Regions from separate parts of the Zea mays genome. Here regions 2 and 3 are each linked to region 1. The links are chromatin contacts, called in public Hi-C maps. All regions are on one chromosome and are shown on one strand. Each heading gives the region's core, a stretch centred on a gene start, on an enhancer-like site or on the middle of the called end of the contact. The rest is flanking DNA. Distances are from core to core; before and after follow the strand shown.

What was found. Hi-C and Micro-C count contacts between places; a contact is called where the count stands out from the background.
Region 2: a Hi-C map of endosperm shows a contact between it and region 1, with 2.7 times the contacts expected there. The contact joins the promoter of LOC103629647 here to the promoter of LOC100304367 in region 1. A contact is called at or near these places in 2 of 25 Hi-C or Micro-C datasets (endosperm and tassel).
Region 3: a contact with region 1 is called in a Hi-C map of bundle sheath, with 2.1 times the contacts expected there. The contact joins the promoter of LOC100216940 here to the promoter of LOC100304367 in region 1.

What each region holds. Positions count from the first base shown.
Region 1 is chr6:101,323,531-101,327,444 of Zm-B73-REFERENCE-NAM-5.0, reverse strand. LOC100304367 reads right to left here and starts at 1,741. Exons shown (of 1, transcript NM_001165805.1): 1 at 267-1,741. The coding sequence starts at 1,644. The coding sequence ends at 463.
Region 2 is chr6:102,315,132-102,319,045 of Zm-B73-REFERENCE-NAM-5.0, reverse strand. LOC103629647 (twinkle homolog protein, chloroplastic/mitochondrial) reads right to left here and starts at 2,264. Exons shown (of 21, transcript XM_008650737.3): 1 at 1,746-2,264; 2 at 1,084-1,214; 3 at 734-789; 4 at 569-626; 5 at 358-501; 6 at 121-204; 7 at 1-45. The coding sequence starts at 2,172.
Region 3 is chr6:102,099,340-102,103,253 of Zm-B73-REFERENCE-NAM-5.0, reverse strand. It overlaps LOC100216940 (peptidyl-prolyl cis-trans isomerase CYP59), which reads right to left and starts at 1,821. Exons shown (of 14, transcript XM_008649233.2): 1 at 1,379-1,821; 2 at 661-765; 3 at 303-420; 4 at 146-196; 5 at 1-48. The coding sequence starts at 1,476.

The DNA.
Region 1 (3,914 bases), core at 492-2,991:
CAGATCAAGCTGGAGCGCCGGGGCGGGGGACCGGCCTGGCCCCCAATTGCGCTTCGCCTCTGCCCCTCTCCCATGAATGAACCGGCACCCGCTTCCCGGCATATGTGCTGACTCCGATGCAGTGCAGGTAACCCCAGACAACGAGGGCTTGCAACTGCGTGAGCGTGACGACTGGCGTCTGGGATTTCCGCCGTCGCTCTGCCCCAGAAATGCTGCCATCATTTTGTTTTGTTTGCATCGCGGTTGTGAAAAAGGAGCAAAAGAAAGAAAAAAAATACAGCCTCCCCCGCGGCCGTCTTCTCCAAAGAACAAACAAAATCAGTTAAGACCAACCGGCAGCCAAGCTATCCATCCTCTCATCATCATGACGGTCGATGGCAACGAACAGCCCTGTGCACGGGAACGAGACAAGCACGAGGTCCCGCGGCTGCCTGGTCAAGTCAAACAAACGGGGGCGTCAAATCAGCCGGACGATCTCGCCACCAGCTCGCCGCTCCACCCTTGCGGCGGCGGCGCTCTCCGCCCCAGCGACGACGACCTGGCGCTGGAGTCCTTCCTGTCCTTGAAGAAGCCGAACACGGGGCGCGGGCACACGGAGACGTTCAGCACCACGGGCGCCACGCGGACGCAGGCGGACGAGTAGGACCGGTCCACGGCGCGGAACCGCGGCTTGGGCGCCGCCGCGTGGAAGCTGCAGGGGGAGCTGGAGCTGCGTTCCAGTTCTAGCCCCTGGAACACAATCTTGCCCGACGAGTTCATGCGCGGGGAGTCCACGGACAGGCAGCGCGGTAGCGCCGGCGGAGACGGCCGGCGCCGCGCGCGGGCGGAGGAGGTGGAGTGGCGGTGGAGGGAGTGGGAGTGGGAGGAGCGGGCCAGGCGGAAGCGGGGCGGGTCGGCGGCGGCGGCGGCGGCGGCCGAGTCGAGCGAGAGGCGGGGCGCGTCGTCGTGGCCGGAGGAGGACGACGACGACGAGTGCGAGAAGCGGGAGGAGGACGCCAGCGACAGCGACAGCGACGCCTCCGAGTCGGAGCTGTCGCGGAGCAGCGGCGCCGACGCGAGGTCCGGCGCGCGCCCGGTGTTCCGATGGAGCAGGAGCTTGAGCGACCTCGCCGCCGCGGACCTGGCCGCGGGCGCGGGGGTCTTCGCCACCGCCGAGGCCTTGGCGGCGCACGGGCTCCGCGCGTCCGCAGCTCTCTTGAGCCCGAGCAGCTCGCGCCAGCGGCCGGAGCAGCTCGGCGCCTTGGGCGACAACACGTAGGGGTCGGCGCCGTCAGCCGCCGCGGCGCGGAGGGGCTTGATCGGCTCCGCGCTGCTGGGCGCCGGCGGCATTATCTCCTCCGGCCGCACCGGCGGGGGCGCGGCGGCGGCTGCGGCGGCCTCCGCCGGATCCGGCGAAGGCGCTGCCTTCCTTAGAGGCAGCAGCTTGCCGTCGGCGAACAGCTCGTCCGCGGGGAGCATGGTGGCGGAGCCGCCCAGGCTGAACTCGAAGTCGATGAAGTCCTTGGAGATCGCGGGCTCTGGCGTGGTCGTGGCCACGGGATCCGCGGCCACGTCGCGGCTGATGGACACGCGCGGGCTGAGCCACCTGTGCGGGTACGGCACCGGCGCGGCAGCGGGGAGGTTACTGGTGACGGCGGAGGCCATGGACCGCGGCGGCTACGCGCATCAAAGTGTGGGTGTGGGTGGGAGTGGCACTCTTGCTGGAGCTGCCGGTACTTGCGGTGGCTAAAATCCAGTGGCGGATGGTGGGCGGGGAGCAGCGGCGAGGGGAGCGATGAGAGAGAGGGTAACGGTGGTAAAGCCGCCTATATATAATAGGAATGGTAACGGAGGGCCGCCGGTTCGCGGAAGCAGATGTGGCGGCCTTTGAGCTGGGCGACGCGTGAAACGGCGCTCCGGCCTCCGGGAACAGCCGGCAGCAGCGGGGGGAGCTCGTCGGTTTCCGGGTTATATTTTTGTAACGGCACCGTCCACTGGCTAGTGGCTACAGCTACGTCCAGGGGAGAAACAGATGAGGTCCAGTGGTTTTCTGCTGCGTCTGCAGTAGTATGGTGGCTGATCCGAATACGAGTGGAGTGGAATCTCATGTGCTGGATTGGGTGATGGGTTGGATGTTGGAAACTGGCTGGGTTGCAAGAACAGAGGCTGCTATCAAACTTGATGCTGAGCTGGCTGGAGAGGTCCTAGTGGTGGATGAGCTATCAACTGACAAGAGAGGGTCCAGTAAGGGTATCGATGAGACAGACCATCAGGTCCAGGAACATCGACAAGGTAAGAGGGTCAAGGTTTTGAATTCAATTTTGTGAAAGAACTTCCAAAGCTAGGTGAGGCCAAACCTGGAGAGGAAAGCTCTAGGAAACATGAGGACGATATTTCAGAAGAAGAGGATTGGCTTGTTCGCTGCGGCTTTAATCCGACTGCGGCTGCGGCTTCTACAGTATTTTCTCTCTAAGGATTGCAGCTGCAACAGTATTTTGCAGCTGCAACAGTGCTCCCACATGGGCAGCCGAACGCGCTCGAAGAAGATGGGGACAACATACTCACTGAATGGGAAAGGACGAAGGAGATTGTCTTGAGGCCAGCATTATGGATACTAAAAGCTCTTCAGAGGAGTCTGATAAAGGTAAAGATTCATCTAGGAAGTGTGAGGAGGGCTCAGTTATGACAAATGCTGGTGGTGCTAGGTCTCGATTCCATACTGTCGTTACCCTAGGTCATGTTTCTTTTTTCGCCAATACATGTATGCTTTATTTTTGCACAATATAATCGGTAATTATGATTGTGGAGGATCATGCGACCTAGACTTAGTCGAGTCTTAGACTATCTCTAGCCGCTTACTCATTTCTATACATAGCCGGCTCTAGCTATAGGCAAGAAGGACGATCGCTTAGGGCCCCTCAATTCAAGAGGCCTACAAAATTATATATAGTATATACTAATGTATAGAGATAAAAACTTTTTTCATAGCATGATATTGTAAAAGGAATTTTTTGAAATTGTGATGGGTTTAAAAACCCTAAAAAACATGGGGTTTCTTGCCTTCGAATCCATCCGGCTAGGAGTCGCATGTCTGGCCCCCTCAACCCCCGGACGCGACCACTCCTCTTCACCCACTAGCTGACGCAGCGGCGCTACCCACCACACATCATTAAAGTTGAAATGGGAAGACAACGGGAGTGATCAGAGGAGAGAGAGAAACACGGCGAAGTCCCGATAACTTCTTTTTCGGTCCGGGGTATGTAAACATTGTTCATAGATGAAGAGAGTAATTTAAAAAAATTCCATTATACTCCCTCCATCCCAATTCATAATTCGTTTGATTTTTTTATCACATGTTTTACCAACTCGTCTTATTCAAAAAATGTGGTTTTGTGTATTACCAAATATATTTTACATAGGACTTAAATTTTTTTCACGATCCTTTGAATAAAACGAGTGTTCAAATTTAGGGTTGAAAAATTCAAATAAATTATATTTTGAAATGGAGCGAGTATAATCTTTACTAGTCGGTTGCCCGTGCGTTGCGACGGCTCACAACAATACCCACGTAAACTATCCACCAAAAAGATCTCAAGGTTTTTTATTGATTGTCTTCGCTCTCCACATAATATTTTTTTATTTGACTAACTGATGTTGTTGTTTACTCCATCGAATATGTATTGGTACAACACAACCAATTAAGGGAGCGATTAGAAGAGAGTTCACAACGACTGAATAAACGAACAGAGATTATAGAATGACATAATTCCACCATATAGAGACCAAATAAGAGAAAGTTTGTAAGTTCAAGTTTCTAAAATAAGTCACATGAACTCAAACTTATAAAAAAGATAGATTAAAATATGGAATAGTTGCTAAACTGGATGCGCTCCATACAAATTATTGTACTTCGTAGTAATTATAACATTAAAAAT
Region 2 (3,914 bases), core at 1,015-3,514, 990 kb before region 1:
GCCAACAAGAGCTCCATCACGTCTATAGGTAAAAGCAATGGATATCTGCAAATGATGTGACATATTTATAATCCTATAATAACGGCTGTTTGGCCAATTTAGAACTGCCACAACAGTTACCTTATTATTCCAGTTACGTTGCATGACTTTATTCCTCCGAAGTGTTTCCGCCGAAATCATTCTCGTAGCAAAGTACTCTACAAGCTGTCAAAACCATCGTTTTATAGAATGCCAATGTACAGATCACAGATGCTTTTAGTAGTATACAACAAAAGTAACAGAAACACTACAACCAAATTTTTATATTTTTATAGTTTACAAAATGCCATTTTGATTTAAGTAGCAATAGTTAATTACCTCATCACAGAGTGGCTCAAGATTGAGGTCCTCGTCACTGATTTTTCTATAAACCTTATTTGCTGCCTTCTTAGCTTCAACCTCTTGGTCAGTTTCACTTTCTATGCCACTCTTTCCTTGGGATATGTTGGTAACTCCATCAGCCTGCAGACAAAGAGTGACATCAAGATAGTTTCTTCCAAAAAAAAAATCATTCGGTTCATGCACGTACCTGGACAAAACCTCTCCAGCCACACTTAGACCTAAAACAGTTCCATGTTGCATTTATGCTGAAGAAAATGACATAAGGAACGTGAGATGATAGTTAGATCCTGAAATATATAGCTGAAGGAACAACAGGCCAACAAAATCACATATTCAGGTGTGGACAACTCACCCATCCTTTCGGATGTAGACACTGAGACTCAATTCCTCACTAGATCCACCATTGCACTAGCAAACAGAAGGAAAGTTATACTTCATTATTTGTCACCAGATAACCCGACATCCAAAGCAATGGATCACTAAAAATAAATGATACATCAGTATTGCATGTGAATTGAAATGTTATCTTGACTCACGTAATTTTGAATGGGTGATTTAGAGATGTGTCATTTCTGTGTAACAATTTCTTATCATTCATGTCTTCAATCAGATAGATTACTTGGTTATAAAGCTAAGATATAATTCATGGATAGACAGTAAACTGGAAGCAGCACAAGGTTGTAAAAAACAGATGCTCCATACCTGTGGACACAACATGCGCTGAAAATTTCCAAGTCTCCACTGCTTGGGATTAATACCTTCGTTTTTCAACTTCTGAATGATCTTCCCAAGCCTCTCCTCAGAAGCAGTTGAGTAGTTTTTTGCCGAAAGAACTGTAATGCAAAAACGAATGAACTGTAATGCAAAAAAACACACTAAATGGTTTAAAAACAAAGGTGCTTCTGCATCCAGTTGTTATAAGCAGAATGAAAATAATTAAATTATAAAAAATAGCAGCCTAAGTAGAGGAGAACAGACAGTGAAATTGAGGCCTAGTCAGCGCATATCACCAATTAATTTATATACGTCAAACAGGCTAACACCATTCGACTTAAATTTCTAAAATCATTTGAGCACGTGCATTGATCCGCTCTGCTACAAATTCCAAATCTCCAATTGGAGGAAGTTGCGTTTGAAGCATTTTCCAAATGTGAGCTCGCTCGGGACCATGAAAACTCAACACTTGTCTAGGGTCGAAGATACAACCATTGGCTGCGAAATAAATAAAACATCGACCACGCAAATTACCATACTTCCCCGGGTGCTTAGCTCCTAAGCCAAAGCCACTCAAAGTTCTTTTTATATACTGAAAAACGACAGACACATGGCAACGAGTGCTCCAGAGCTCGGGTACAGCGCATTACCGTTCCTGGAGCACGGGGGGGCGGGGGCCGACCGCCGCGAGTCGGGGGCGCTGCGCACGCAGCAGACCACCTCAGGCCGCCTGGGGACGCGTCCCGGCGAGAAGGAGTGGAGCAGCCGGATGCGGTGCCCCCCTGCGGCGGCCGTCGCAGCTAGACGGCGGCGCGCAGCGAGGAGCGGGCCCGAGTCCCCGCTGGCCGCGGCGGCGGAGGCGGCCATGAGGAGCAGAGAGTGGAGCGACGGCCGCGGGGGCATCACGGGGCACCGGGTAGGGTTCCGGCAGCCTGGTTGGTCAGAGGCGCGGGGACATGGGGCAGGCAGAGCAGGGGAGGAGGGGTTTGGGTGTGGGGGGCTTGGTAAAGAAGAAAGGGAGAGGCGGGGCGGGGGAAGATAGATTGGGTAGGAAGGGGGGTTTAGGGTTTTGTTCATTTCGCCTTCAACGTCGTCGTCGTCCGCCGCGCGTGCGGCGTTCCGGGGTTTCTGCGCCGTGTCTTTAGGGTCGGGTCCCGCTGTTCAGCGACGAATGGTACGAACGTGACAAATGAGGAGCCTTTCACCTGTGTGTTAGACTGAGCAGCTCTAAATGCCTCTAAAAGAATATTCTTTGTTCTTTACAGAACTCTTTAAAACATTCTGTCCTCTATATTTTCTCTATCTCCAATAACGTTCTCTAAATTTGATCTTCTATATCTACAGTAATAATATACTCTATATACTCAATTTTTTAACAAATTAATACAATTAGAACTCATGTACGTAACACAAAAAATAAGTTTTTTTTTATTTTGAAAGTTATATATTTTTCGAAATCATACTAGTACGTAGTTGAAAACCGAATTCTGGAATCTAAAAATATTTTTTATTCATATATTTATTAGGAGAACAATGAACTCAACGATGTTGTATATATTTTTTGGTGCTCGAAACAAAAAATGTTTGTATTTGTCAATAAAGATTCGTTGAATGCTTAAATTAATTTGAAATGTGATGAACAATCAATTTTTGCTTTGTGATGGTGTATCCGTATCGGCTTTACTTCGTGGCTTCCATCGTGACTGCGTATATAGCGCGTGCTTCAGCAACCGCTACATTTAGAGTACTCTGGAGGAGCGCTACAATTTACAGGGTTGTTTCCCGGTTGTTGTTGGAGGGTGAGGGGAAGCCGAGAAACGTTATATTTAATGTTCAGAACCGTATACAGGTCCTTGCTGGAGGCAACCTTAGGCTCCCAAACTCTTACTATGCCAGCTTTAGTGTTGTCTATTACTTCTCTAAGAAAACAATTTTCTCCTTATTTTCAAAAGAGTTCTAGAAAACACCTTGTTTGGTTGTAAATATAGCTCATCCTAAAGTTTCTTCTAAGATATAGAGTCGATGAAGACAAATACATAGAAAATGAGTTATTCCCTCTTTTCTAGGAAGAGCTCTTCAAACAATCTCCCCTTTAGTAGATTTTTTAAAGAGTTGTTGAAGAAGCTCTTGAAAGAGTCCTACCAAAAGAGACCTTATTATTTCACGCTTCCTTATATCCCTTCAAAATTTTAGAAGTCCAAACTACCTCCACCATTGTTGTTGAAAGTCACCTAGAGGGGGTGGATAGGCGAAACCTGAAAATTATAATTCTAAATATAAACTAGATCCCTTGATTAGTGGTTAGAACAAGATTCACAATTACCGGAGTATAAACTTAAGTCCTTTGCTTGCAATGAGTATTGTATTCAGAGTGCGGAATTTAATCAATAACAATACTACTAGGAATGTTGGTGGAGAATAATGCAAGAGGGCTTAGATAAGAAGAGTAACACAAGTTCTTTCTTGCAAGGAGTTGCTTCTCTAAATGTGGTTTTAACTTGAAGCAACACAAAAAGATATTAGCAAAGAGTAGCGCAAGAGAACTTAGAGAGGGAGAGAACAAGCAAATCACAAGCAATAAACACAAGGGACACGGGTGATTTGTTTTACCGAGGTTCGGCCCTTGAAGGCCTAGTCCCCGTTGAGGAGTCCACTAAGGACGGGTCTCTTTCAACCATTTCCCTCTCTCTATCGATCCCAAAGATCGGCGAGCTCTTCTTCTTCTCAAGGATCACTTAAGACCCCGCAAGGATCACCACACACTTAGGTGTCTCTTGCTAGCTTTACAAGCCTCCAAAACTTTGGAGGAAGTTCAATGG
Region 3 (3,914 bases), core at 572-3,071, 780 kb before region 1:
ATTTATTTTTGTCAGCGTATCAAAACCTTCGGCAACCATCCCAAACACCTATGGTCAACAGAACAAACACAAGAATTGTTCAAATAAGGGAATTTTGTACATAAGAAGAAGAAAAAACCAGTTAACAGAATCAAGTGCTGCTCACAGTGTGTTTATCATCAAGGTAATCCACGTCATCCCGCAAGGTAATGTAGAACTAAAAACATTAAAAAGCACATAAATCGTAGGCCAAAACAAGCAACGAAGTACTGAAAAATGGAACATCCAATACTATCAATTAAGACACTGGGGCAGCACTGCACCTGCGAGGCATTGCAGTTTTCACCAGCACTGGCCATAGCAACGGTTCCAGTTTTAGAATGCCTCAACTCTGGACGGATTTCATCATCAAAAAATCGAGCTTGATCACCATAGAGAAATCTGAGGAAATAAGATATAGTTTTCAGGCATACATTTAACAGTATGTAATAATAAGATACCTCAATAATAACAACTGTATACATATGGAGACTAGCAAACATATTTGTACTATCAAAAACTATATTTGTACTGTATCCATTGAAGACACTAGTTATATCTAGATGCAGGATACCACATTATATGGTTCAGAGATGAAAATTTGGAGACATTTCAGAAGTTCAAACCAAAAGGATCACTTACTTGTATACGGAATCACCACCGGTGCCAGTTCCAGTTGGATCGCCAGTTTGTGCCAAGAAATCCTTCTCCACCTTGTGGAACAGACACCCATTGTAGTACTTCATTCTGATCGGTCAAAGAAGAAAACCAGAGAATAAGTACCCTAATTATCTGAAACGATAATCTGAAACTCGTGAGATAGTATTTTCCATAATTTAGTGATAACAAAAGAGCAGGCAGTCATAATCTCCAATGGTGAAAATTCAAGACTGTGCAAGAAATTGAGTGCAGGAGCCACAGTAGAAGCTAAATCCAGTTCCCATAATGTCATAAAAATCAACAACGAGAAACCTAAGAAACAGAATAGAATCCTTTGATGGCGCCTAAGACTGTGGCTCTATCAACGCTATAAAGGTCCAGTACCCGCAACGCAATTGTTTCGAAATTTCTGGTAGCATACCTACGAGCCTAGAAATCAGTAATCAGCTAAATACATTTGGGACTAGGAATCCCACGAAACTGATGTGGAAACTACGGATAGATGCAGGATCACCAACTTGTACCTATTGCAACTGCAACCCAAAAAATACAATCAAACCAATAGTGACACTACTATGCCGAATTGGCCAACTGAAGAGCTTGACACAGGGCAGTACATAAATCATCCGCAGTGCTGGTTGTCAGAAATTATAGACGAACCCCAGAGAGATCGAACAAGCCCTAGACGCGAGAAACTCACTTGCAGAGCTTGAGGAAGTTCTTGGTGGTGAGCGCGCACCGGTCGGTGTGGAGATCCACCTCGATGTCGCCCACGCTGGTGACGATGAGCACCGACATCTCCTATACTTGCCCGCCTCTGCCCTCAGCTATCGAACGGCGGCGAAACAACGCTTGGGGGAGGAGGAGGCTAGCGCGGGCGCCGGATGCTTCTGCGGTTTCGTCAAAGACTCAAACCAGGCCCAGGCAGCAGCCGTACAAGGTGGCGCGTTGGATGTCCTGCCCTAGCCTGGGTGCAGGCGTAAACAACCAAGCGGACGGGAGAGGGAGCGGGGAGGGCGGCGGCCGGCGAACGTGTGGAAACCGGCGAAGAGGAGGACGACGGGCCACTAGAGCCGCGGTCAGATGGGCTCCCGTGCTCTTGGACCGATTGGAAGGCCCAAACCAAAAAGCCTTGTCCATCATGGTCGGTGAACGTGTGGAGTATCCATTTACGTAGAGAAAATTTGGTACAGTTATTGCATTAGACAGAAGTACTGCCAAGTGCCAAGGTAATAAAAAATTAAAAAATGTGAGCTGCTCATAGCATGCTGCTGAAACTATGAAATTTGCTAATAGCAGAAATAAATTTCTTTCAGTGCTAAGATGACACACTGCCAGAGATGGCAATAGGTAGCCGAAAACTGACTACCTGACAGGATTTTACCCGATATAAGGCAGATACGTGACGATTTTTTTTACCCGTAGGTATGTTAATAGGAAATAACCTCTACCCGTTGGGTAGACGGATACAGGTACATGTTGGTACTTTTTTTATGAAGGGGCGAAGCCCTCTATTTCATTAAGAAATAGGAAAGATTGAAACAACCGCCACCCCGCGGTAAAACATCCCAAAAGATCGAACACGGCCAATACTCTATCTAGACTCTAACCACTATCACGAGATCAGTGAAGAGCCTACGATAACAGGAGAAGTTTTGGCCTACGATGAACTACATAAGACTTTCTTATTTACAGCCCAACAAGACAGGCAGAAGCCACAAAAGGAACTGAACAGTCTAGCCAACGGGTACATGTTGGTACTATCCATGGATAAAATATACCCTCATCAATACCACTATAACCATCTAATAGAACCTATCTTAGCTAAAATAATACACTTAGCTATCATTTGTTTAGCTACCGAGTTATGTAATCATATGATTTGTTATATATGAAGTTGAACTTTTTTTATATGTGTATTTATTGGTATATTTGAATTTAACACTTTCCTAACGGGTACGGGTTACTCGACACGTAAAATTATCCGTACGAGTATATATATGGGTAAGATTTTATACCCACGAGTATATATGGGTAACTCAATAGATAAATTTTTTTTCCATCCCAACGCACTCCACAATGAACCATGACACATGCACACATGTAGCGCTGGCGCACATGCACGCGCGTCACAGTTGCCTCGCCAAGATGGCCCGCCACACGCATGCGCGCCGCCACCTGCCACCGCTGACTATTCTTCACTTCGTGTCCCCTTCCTGACTCCTGAGCTCTTGTCGCTCTTTCTTATCTCGCCATCTTGCGGACCTTGCGCGACACCTGCTCGGATGTACGGACGATCGAGTTTTTACGGAGCTTCGTCGTGACCGCTCAGTGCCCACCGATCAGAAGATCACCTTCTTCCTCTTATCCTTGTCGAGCACACGAGGAACAATACTGCGAATATATGCATACACCGACTATGATATACTACTTTGAACAACTCACGATACCGACTTGTGCGAATGAAGCCACCAACACCTTAAGTTTGGGTTCCTCCCGCATGATATAAATTTATTGTTGAATTTGTGAAATGCAGTATGTGATATAAATTTATTGTTGAATTTGTGAAATGCAGTATGTGTTTTTTTACTAAATCGGTATATTTCATGTGTGTATACGTGTCGTCGCAGCCATGACGTTGTAATTTTTTTAAAAAAACTAAGATTAACAAGAAAAAAATGTCTAAATAAGCATGAACGCTATTTAAGCTTGTAAACTTACTTGTAATATATTATATATATTAGTGGGACCGAAACGTCGGTGGGTCTTAATCCTTGTTTTTTCTTCTTCTTCGTAGAAACAGAGAACTCGTGAAGCGGTCGTACGTGTTGTTTCATGGCTGGCACTTGGCAGCACAAGTGGATTAGACGACGGCGATCGGTGGATTAGACGACCCCACGACCTGCCTCCATGATCCGTGACGCGACGACCCCGCCCTCTGGCAGCCTGGCTCTGCTAGCACTGTCTCCGTCTTCCCCGGCCAAACTCCACTACAGACTGGGGCAGGGCAGGGCGGGCTGGACCTGGGGTGGTCGAGCAGGGCGATCGCCCAGGCCCTAAAATGTTGGGCCCCCTTGATATATATTTAAGTATAGTATTAACCTAAATAGTACTCTCTCAGTTTCGTTTTAGTTGTCGCTAGATAGTACAAAATTAAACTATCCAGATTTACTTTATTAGCTTGTAGGAAACAAGTAACGCCTAAGAGAGGGGTGAATTAAGACTTCTAAAACTTT